Regions from separate parts of the Mus musculus genome. Here all the other regions are linked to region 1. The links are chromatin contacts, called in public HiChIP or PLAC-seq maps. All regions are on one chromosome and are shown on one strand. Each heading gives the region's core, a stretch centred on a gene start, on an enhancer-like site or on the middle of the called end of the contact. The rest is flanking DNA. Distances are from core to core; before and after follow the strand shown. Region 1 holds the start of Ascl1 (achaete-scute family bHLH transcription factor 1). Region 2 overlaps 1700113H08Rik (RIKEN cDNA 1700113H08 gene). Region 3 holds the start of 4930555G07Rik (RIKEN cDNA 4930555G07 gene).

Region 1 (2,659 bases), core at 64-2,563:
GCGTACCTGCTTCCAAAGTCCATTCCCAGGAGAGCCTGGCAGGTCCTCAGAACCAGTTGGTAAAGTCCAGCAGCTCTTGTTCCTCTGGGCTAAGAGGGTCGTAGGATCCCTCGTCGGAGGAGTAGGACGAGACCGGAGAACCCGCCATAGAGTTCAAGTCGTTGGAGTAGTTGGGGGAGATGGTGGGCGACAGGACGCCCGCCTGAAAGGCAGCGCTCACCGCGTCGTGCTCGTCCAGCAGCTGCTGCAGCGCGCGGATGTACTCGACCGCCGAGCGCAGCGTCTCCACCTTGCTCATCTTCTTGTTGGCCGCGCCGTTGGGGACATGCTCCCGGAGGGTGGCAAAACCCAGGTTGACCAACTTGACCCGGTTGCGCTCGCGCTCGTTGCGGCGCGCCACGGCGGCCGGCTGCTGCTGTGGCAGGCTGTAGCCGAAGCCGCTGAAGTTGAGCCGGCGTTTGCAGCGCATCAGTTCCGGAGAGGACGAGCGCTGGCGCTTGACCTGCTTGGCCGCTGACTTGTGACCGCCCCCTGAGGGCTGGCTGTCGGCCACCGGGCTCAGCTGCGGCGCCTGCTGCGGCGGCGCCTGCGGCTGTTGCTGCTGCGCGCTCTGAGCTGCCGCGGCCGCCGCCGCTGCCGCCGCCGCCGCGGTCGCAAAGAAGCAGGCTGCGGGAGGCAGGAAGGGCTGCGGGGGCTGCGGCTGCTGGCCGGCTCCACTCTCCATCTTGCCAGAGCTCTCCATGCCGGGCCAAACTGTCGCGGGGGAGAACGAGTTGGGGACGCAGGGTGCGCAGAGCCCTTGAAGGAAGCGGGGCTGCGAAGCACGATCAAAGGGGGACGAAGAAAAAGGAGAGGGGAGAAACGAGCCCCGGAGGAAAGTTAAAGGGGAAGAAACGCGCAGAAGGAGGCAGAGTTGTCAGGCTGCAGCGGAGGAAGGTGCCTGGGCGATCGTCTTCCCTCTGCGCCGCCTCCTCCCTCCCCTCCTCCCGCCGCGGTTGGCTTCGGGAGCCTCGCGTGGCGCTCGCGTGTGCGGCCGCCGCCGGCGCCTTCTCGGTTTTAAAAGAGGAAAGGGAAAAGGAAAGCAGCCGCAAAAGTCAGTGCCGAGCGCACTCTGCCAGGTGGAGCTGCTCCGGGGCTGCGCTTTCTTGCGCCCGCTCTCCCTTGCTCCAGCCTGGGCTTGAGCCTGCTTCTGGGATTATTTGGTTGAACCCCCTTTCTTTCTAATTGCTCTCTCGTTCCCCCCAATTCGCCCTCCCTAACCGGCTCCCAGCCGGTACGCCTTCCACGTTCCCTGGCCAGAAGTGAGAGACTGCTGGGCGGCTGCGGTGCGGCCGCCTTTTCAATGGGACACCCAGCCCCACGCGCAGCCCTGGCCCCGCCTCGCCCCCCACTCCCCGCTGCTGCAGCGAGCGGCTGCAGCCCCCACTACCCCTCCTCTTCCCCCACCTCCTCAGCTCCCTCCCTCTCGCCCCCCCCCCCTCCAGTTGCCCGCGCCCGCTCCTTGCAAACTCTCCATTCAGCCTGGTTTGTTGTTGCAGTGCGTGCGCCCGGCGCGTGCCGGACTCCCGGCTGAATAAACAGGCCGCGCGCTCGGGGCGGTGGCTCCGGGAGCCAGGGGGTGGCTCTAGAAATGGGGGCCTTTTTAAAAAAGGGGGGGGGCAAATAACTCCTGGACTTGGGGTGCCTAGGTGGAAAGTCTGGAGGGAAAAGTGTCTTTGGAGTCTCCTGAGAACTTGGAAGAAAATTCAGGGAAGGGTTTAGGCAGAAAAAGTGGCAAAGGGAACTCTTGGAAGTGGAGGGCTGGGCTTCTGCTTCCCCCCTTTCTTCTCTCCGCAGTAACTCCGGAGGATTCTTTGTGACCCTAAAAAATAAAATGTTTGCCATTAGGTTTAGGAAGGTAGGAGGGGAGAGCGTTTGCACACTAGTGGTCTCTCTGTATGAGAACTTGAGTCCTCTCACTAGCTTTGTGGTCTCAGTAAGTTCTACCCTGTCTGAGCAGCCTTTCCCTCTGCAGCCATATGGGGTTGCCACTGCTGTTCCATTCAGCTTCAAGGATTGGATGTGCTGGGCACAACTCGCTAAGGGTGGGAAGGATAGGGAGTCATGAACAGGATAGGTTGACAGTTCCCTAAGAAGCTGAGGCAGGAGAATAAGTTGGAGGCTAGCTTTTGTGAGACACAGTGGTGTGGGGAAGTGTATGCAGGAAGGCACTCAGGGTTATCTGTTTCTGGCCCTCTATAACAGCCGCCACTCCTCTGAAAGATGCTTGCTAGACGCTATGGGAAAGGAGGGCATTCTGGGATATTTCAGATCTTCTGGAGAAAGAAGCTGTGGGCTGTGTGGAATAAAGAGTGACTGGATTTGAGCTAACTGAAAGTCTTCCCTCCTTGTCCCTCCCTGTCTCAGGCGCCTTGGAGGCCTTGGCGCAGCCTCTATCCCGCCCCAGGCGTGTGCCTGGCGGACCGGTGGCAGGCGACTGGGAGCGGAGCCCGCTGAGGCCGTGTGCTGGCACCGCGAGAGAAGGGGAGGTGCCTGCAGCGGTCACCGGGCTGCTGGGACAGTGCCTGCCCAGGCGCATTCCCGGGCCCTCAGGCTGGCACTCTGTCCGAACCCAGTCCAGCTTAGAAAAGCAAAGCACTGCAGGCAAAGGTCTCAGACT
Region 2 (2,659 bases), core at 120-2,619, 370 kb before region 1:
ACACACACACACATGCCTTTATATAGGCTCTGGACTAAATCCAGGGCCTTATGCTTGTTGACCCTGAATTTATAGAATTTTTGACTGAAAGGAGTAGTGAGTGTATGATGTAAGTGTATGTATGCGAACAACTTAAACATGTATGAAATACTGGAAGGATAGCTGTTTTATATACTATTGAAAATAAATAAGTTTGAAAAAAATGTTCTGTAATCTTAAGAAAACGATGTGGAACTAGAAGAGATGGCTCAGTGTTTGAGAGCACTTCCTGTTCCTCCAAAGAACAGGGGTTCAGTTCCCAACACCCACATTTTAGCTGACACTGTCTCTAACTCCTGCTTTTGAGGATTCAGCGCCCTCTTCTGGCCACCAAAGGAACTGCATGTAAACGGTGCGCAGATACACAAGCAGATTTTAAAAAAGAAATGTTTTATATAAGGGTTATCGTTAATGGTGACTGTGAAATTGTAGTTTTATTAGTCTCCTTTACTAAATTCCAAATATTGCAGCAAGTCTCTTGACAGCCTATCTGATGCCAACATCCTATTACCCTCTCTAGAGGGGGAGGAAGAGAAGTGGACTGAAGCACAGAAGACTGCTGACTTAGCGGTTTTCCGCAACTGACCAATTCAACGAGTATTTGTTCAGTGTCTCTCTGTGCCAGAATATAAACTCCATGAGAAAGGGCAAGTGCACCTTACTTTCGATGTATCTCCAGTTCCGGCACGCAGTAAACACTAGGCATTTACCAAGTAATTATGTGAGTGAGCGAACACTTTTCACATGATGGAAATGCTCTAAAGAGTTCTAGCCACTGCTTTTCCATCACCCCATGGCCAAGCTCCTGGAGCAAACTTGCTTCGACCTGGAAGCTCCCGCATCTGCACTGTGCACACCTCTGCCTCAGCCACACATTCTTTCTCTCCCTAGTCTTGGCTCCCAGGCTGGATGGGACTTGCTTGGTTAGAATTTGGAACCAGCCTTGGTTGTTGGTCCCTCCTGGGGCCTGGCTATCAGGAGGGGAACTCTCTAGGCGCCTCCTAGGGAGCTGTCCACAGCACCACTCTCCAGGGCTTGCATTCCCTTTCAACACTGGAGACTTTCCCAACAGCGTAGCACCCGGACAGTGTTAGTATTTATGGGAAAACATATTGGTTTCTGGAGTGTGTGTTTCCAAGTGGTCCTACATGTCAGATAATTGCCCAATCTATGACCAACATGAAATAGATACTTTTAAATTGTGTGACATTTAAGTCTTATAGACAAGCTGTGGGTTAGCAAGGGGAAGGTTCAGGAGAGGCGACTAGCAACCGTTAAGCACTGTGCAAACACACGCTTTTCCACAGCTGGTTTGTAAGTGGACATTGGAAAGTGAGCTGTGCTGAGGGTATTCTGAGGACTGTAAGGAATCATCTATTGAGCAGATCATGTGCTAGAGAGGAGAGCCACTTTTCCAGCAGATAGGCAGATGGGGAGTGTGAGGCACTTTAGCATCTTTTATAAGAAAGTAATTTGAGAAGCGGCAAGTCTCCCTCTCAGTGTGACCTGGTGCTAAGCTCATACTGTGTGTCTCCTGTGACCTCACAAAGGGATTAATTCCTACTGTGGCTGAGGTGGCCGGAGGACATCTTTATTAGATGTTAACGAGTGGTTCCAAAGATGTTTAGAAATGCTGGGCTTTTCCAATATCTCATGTAAGAATAAAAAAAGAAAGGGAGAAAGACACACCCACTTTGGTGAAATGGTTAATAATGAGCATAGGCAAAAGCTGGCAAATCTGTCATACAGAAACAATGTGGGGGGCTGGGGGAGGTCCTGCTAGTGATGCCCCCTTCTCCTCTGTCCAGGATGGTAGCATATAGAACTGAGATGTATTGCTTGCCTGAAGAGCAAACATTTCTGGCAGTTGTGCTATGGCAGAGACTGCAAACTCGAGTGCCTGGTCCTGAGCATCAGGACCAGAAGACGTGATATCCCACGGTGGAGAAAGTGGAGGGAGCAGGCAGCAGGAGGCCACTGTTGTTAGAGCTTTGGGATCAGTAATGCTTTTGGTTTCTGCACTGTCTGGTTTTTGTGTCAACTTGACTCAGGCTGGAGTTATCACAGAGAAAGGAGCTTCAGTTGGGGAAATGCCTCCATGAGATCCAGCTGTGGGGCATTTTCTCAATTAGTGATCAAGTGAGGAGGCCCCTTGTGGGTGGTGCCATCCCTGGGCTGGTAGTCTTAGGTTCTATAAGAAAGCAAGCTGAGCAAGCCACACATACACACGCACGCACGCACGCACGCACGCACGCACGCACGCACGCACGCACGCACGCACGCACGCACGCACCTGCTTAAGTGGATTTGTAAGGTGTTTTAAAAATCTTACGATAAGCAAGTTTGTTGCTGCTATTGTTGTTGTTTGAGACAGGGTTTCTCTGTATAGTCCTGGCTGTTCTGGAACTCACTGTGTAGACCAGGCTGGCCTCGAACTCAGAAATCCGCCTGCCTCTGCCTCCCAAGTGCTGGGATTAAAGGCATGTGCCACCATGCCTGGCTTTTTGTTTGTTTGTTTTGTTTTTGGATGATGAGCGAGTTTTATGGAGTAGAATATATACCAGGCATTCCTTTAGGTGTAGGGCAATGAACAAAACAAAGGATTCTCACTTCACGGAGC
Region 3 (2,659 bases), core at 110-2,609, 260 kb before region 1:
TATTACGCATTCCAATTTTATACATTTTGAAAATAATTCTGTGTTCATTTCAAATATTCTAGCAATTTTCTGGTTACTGAAAATCCTGTAGAGACTTGCAGAGAATGATTTAAAACATTACATTATCTTAATTTATTAGTAAAGGAATAGACTTCTAATGTGTGTGGTTAATGTGTAGAATTTCTCAAATAAAAAAAACGTAGTACTATATGCTTATAATGCAGATAGAATGTATAACAATGTAGGTATGATTGAGCAAAGAAAAAAAATTAAACCTGATATCAATGTCAGTGGGAGAGAGTATTGATGGGTAGACTCAGCTTCAGGGTAATCTATTTTTTGTTTTCATTTTTCATCTGGTTTTATAACTTCTAATAAAATCGACGAAGTAACTTTTGGATTTGTTTTTCAGATCGTTAGTTGTCAGTCTGAGCTGGGCCATTGATCTTTTCTAGCATACCTAACATGATTCAATAACTTTTCTCTTTACAAACTTCTGAAAATCAGAAGATGGCGTCCCACTTTCTTCGTTTTCTTGGAAGATTTGAACAGGTTCCTTTGAAACACTGATCTCACACTCCGGATCCTGTTTCAGGTGCCAGCAAAGGGAAATTCAGCATTTGAATTATGTCACAGGATAGCCAGGAATTCTCTTTTCTCTCTCTCCATCCCAGCTGCTGCCCTGTGATCCTTGTCCAAAGGCTGGAGTTCTACTGTAGCTCTGCTTTTTCTTCCAGGTCCTGCGCTGAGACCTTTTACCGCCATTGGCCTCTGCAGAAGTGTCAGTCAGAACTACTCTTCCCAGCCGATCAGCTGTAAGACTTCTGAAACCGTGCAGGAGGATAAAGCTACAGCCTCGGGATCTCCAACACAAACAGATTCCCTAACCGTGTGCGGAAGTGCATTAGGAAGAGGCGCGGTTGCCATAACACCAGAGACGACCCTCAAGCATCCTCATCTCCCCACTGAACGGAGGCCAAAGGCAGTTATCTCTTTCCCCGCCCGTGTGGTCAAAGAGCCCTTGCCTCTGCTCGTGGGCTCTTCTACCCGTTTATTTTCCAAGAAGTTAATGAAGGCTTGCTCCTCAGTGGCCCCGCGCCCACCCCAGGATTTCCATAAGGCTTGTTCACAGAGTCTTTCGAAGCCCGTGGTGAATACTCACACTAACTGCTGAGAAGGAATTGTTCTGCGAGCTCTGCCCATCTTCCAATCAATGCCTGCCCAGAACAACAGAAAGGGCCTCAGATGTATTGGTTTCCACAGAACCATTGTTACGCTTTGTAAAGCATTTTTGAACCTAATAAATAATGTCAAAAGTCTCTATCGCCGCCAAAAAATGTTCTTTTTGAAGCATTTGTAATAGTATTTTTGTTCTGCAGTGTCTCCCACTGTTACAAAGAATTTGCGCTGCACAATGCACCGCGTGCCACTTTGCAGTGTGGCCTGCTGGGATCGGAAGGTCGGGCTTTTGTTTTGCTGTTACAGGTAGACGGTTTCACTTGCCAGCCTAGGCTTAAGGCTAAGGATATTTTCTAACGGCCTTCGGGATTTCTACATGAACGTTTGGAAAACCTAATTGAATGCCTGTAATATAATAGTTAACATGAAATCCGATTGCTTCTGATGTGCCTAGGGAAATTCTTTAGGCTATATGAAGGGTTTTGTGTCAGAAACCTGAAGCCAGATCCTAGCTGGTGGCTTTGAAACACTTGGAAGTAAGTTTAATGTGTTTGTTTGTTTGTTTGTTTGTTTTAAAGGAGAAGATTCCAAAGTTTCTGATTTGTAATAGGGAAGTCTGGCTTCTTAAAGAACGTACTGTCAAACTGGCCATTCTAAACAACACATTTAAAACATTTTGGGTTTTAACAGACTCACATGGCTGATTTGAATCACAATATAGTGTCTGTTAGCTTTGTCAGTGATTTTATGAGGTGACATTTGATAGTTTTAATATTCATGGAGAAACAGGAAGCAATGGGATCAACATGAAGTCTGTCTACTACAGTCTTCCAGTTTCCCCACAGGCTTGGATGTGGGAAGTTTGATGCATGGGGGTTATAAAGATTTAATATTTTACTTTACTTAATTTAATATTTTACTTTAATATTTTCCCTTTAGTTCGATGTCATATAAATGTCTACATGCAGGTAATGGTGTGGCTACATTTGAGACATTGCACCCTGTGTTCAAATTTTAAGTCTCAGAATTTGTTTTTTAAAGATTGAGTTTTTTTTATCTTATGCTTATGAGTTTTTGCCTGCATGCATGCGTATGTTCTATAGGTGTGCCTGTTACCCATAGAGTCAGAAGAGGTCATGGGATCCCCTGGAACTGAATTGCTGGTATTTGGAGGTGAACTCAGGTCCTCTGCATAGAGCAGCTTGGGCGCTCTTAACTGCTGAGCCATTTCTTCATCTCCCAAAGTCTTAGAATTTCAAAAGGAGTGAGGTACTATTGTAAGAAAATGGCATTACATTTAGGGATATGTTCAGTTCCCCTGAAAATTATTTAATTTTTTTAAAACTAGCAGTGTTTTTGACACCTGAGAAACTTTGAAAAAGTGGTAAACCAAACTCTAAAGCTTTCAGGTTAATGGAGTTCTTAAGGTGAGTTTTCTTATTACTGGTTATTAGTTTGGTTTACTCTGGAGAACACGCAG

Evidence for each region. HiChIP or PLAC-seq counts read pairs in DNA pulled down with a chosen protein or histone mark.
Region 2: a contact with region 1 is called in an H3K4me3 HiChIP or PLAC-seq map of neural tube, with 5 times the contacts expected there. The contact joins the enhancer-like site here to the promoter of Ascl1 in region 1. A contact is called at or near these places in 3 of 39 promoter capture datasets (embryonic stem cells and neural stem cells), 3 of 15 datasets of contacts at CTCF or cohesin (embryonic stem cells, pro-B cells and stem cell-derived epiblast-like cells), 19 of 484 Hi-C or Micro-C datasets (embryonic stem cells, gonadal supporting cells, nephron progenitors and 1 more), 13 of 115 datasets of contacts at active chromatin or transcription factors (SST interneurons, craniofacial prominence, embryonic basal ganglia and 8 more) and 2 of 9 other capture datasets (embryonic stem cells and embryonic tail).
Region 3: an H3K27ac HiChIP or PLAC-seq map of embryonic brain shows a contact between it and region 1, with 13 times the contacts expected there. The contact joins the promoter of 4930555G07Rik here to the promoter of Ascl1 in region 1. A contact is called at or near these places in 1 of 39 promoter capture datasets (embryonic stem cells), 2 of 484 Hi-C or Micro-C datasets (both in embryonic stem cells), 15 of 115 datasets of contacts at active chromatin or transcription factors (SST interneurons, VIP interneurons, astrocytes and 11 more) and 2 of 9 other capture datasets (embryonic stem cells and embryonic tail).

What each region holds. Positions count from the first base shown.
Region 1 is chr10:87,492,347-87,495,005 of GRCm38.p6, forward strand. It overlaps Ascl1 (achaete-scute family bHLH transcription factor 1), which reads right to left and starts at 1,314. Exons shown (of 2, transcript NM_008553.5): 1 at 7-1,314. The coding sequence starts at 742. The coding sequence ends at 47.
Region 2 is chr10:87,126,037-87,128,695 of GRCm38.p6, forward strand. All of the region lies in intron 3 of 1700113H08Rik (RIKEN cDNA 1700113H08 gene), which reads left to right. Among named protein-coding and RNA genes, the nearest start is that of 1700113H08Rik, 69 kb to the left of the region's middle. Within about 2 kb of position 1,370, at least 4 of the 459 cell types and tissues checked have an H3K27ac peak or open chromatin away from gene starts, as enhancers often do. A contact at or near this core is called in neural tube, where this site is marked.
Region 3 is chr10:87,229,269-87,231,927 of GRCm38.p6, forward strand. It overlaps 4930555G07Rik (RIKEN cDNA 4930555G07 gene), which reads left to right and starts at 1,360. Exons shown (of 3, transcript NR_165498.1): 1 at 1,360-1,715. 1700113H08Rik (RIKEN cDNA 1700113H08 gene) reads left to right here. Exons shown (of 6, transcript NM_029685.1): 6 at 738-1,331. The coding sequence ends at 1,174.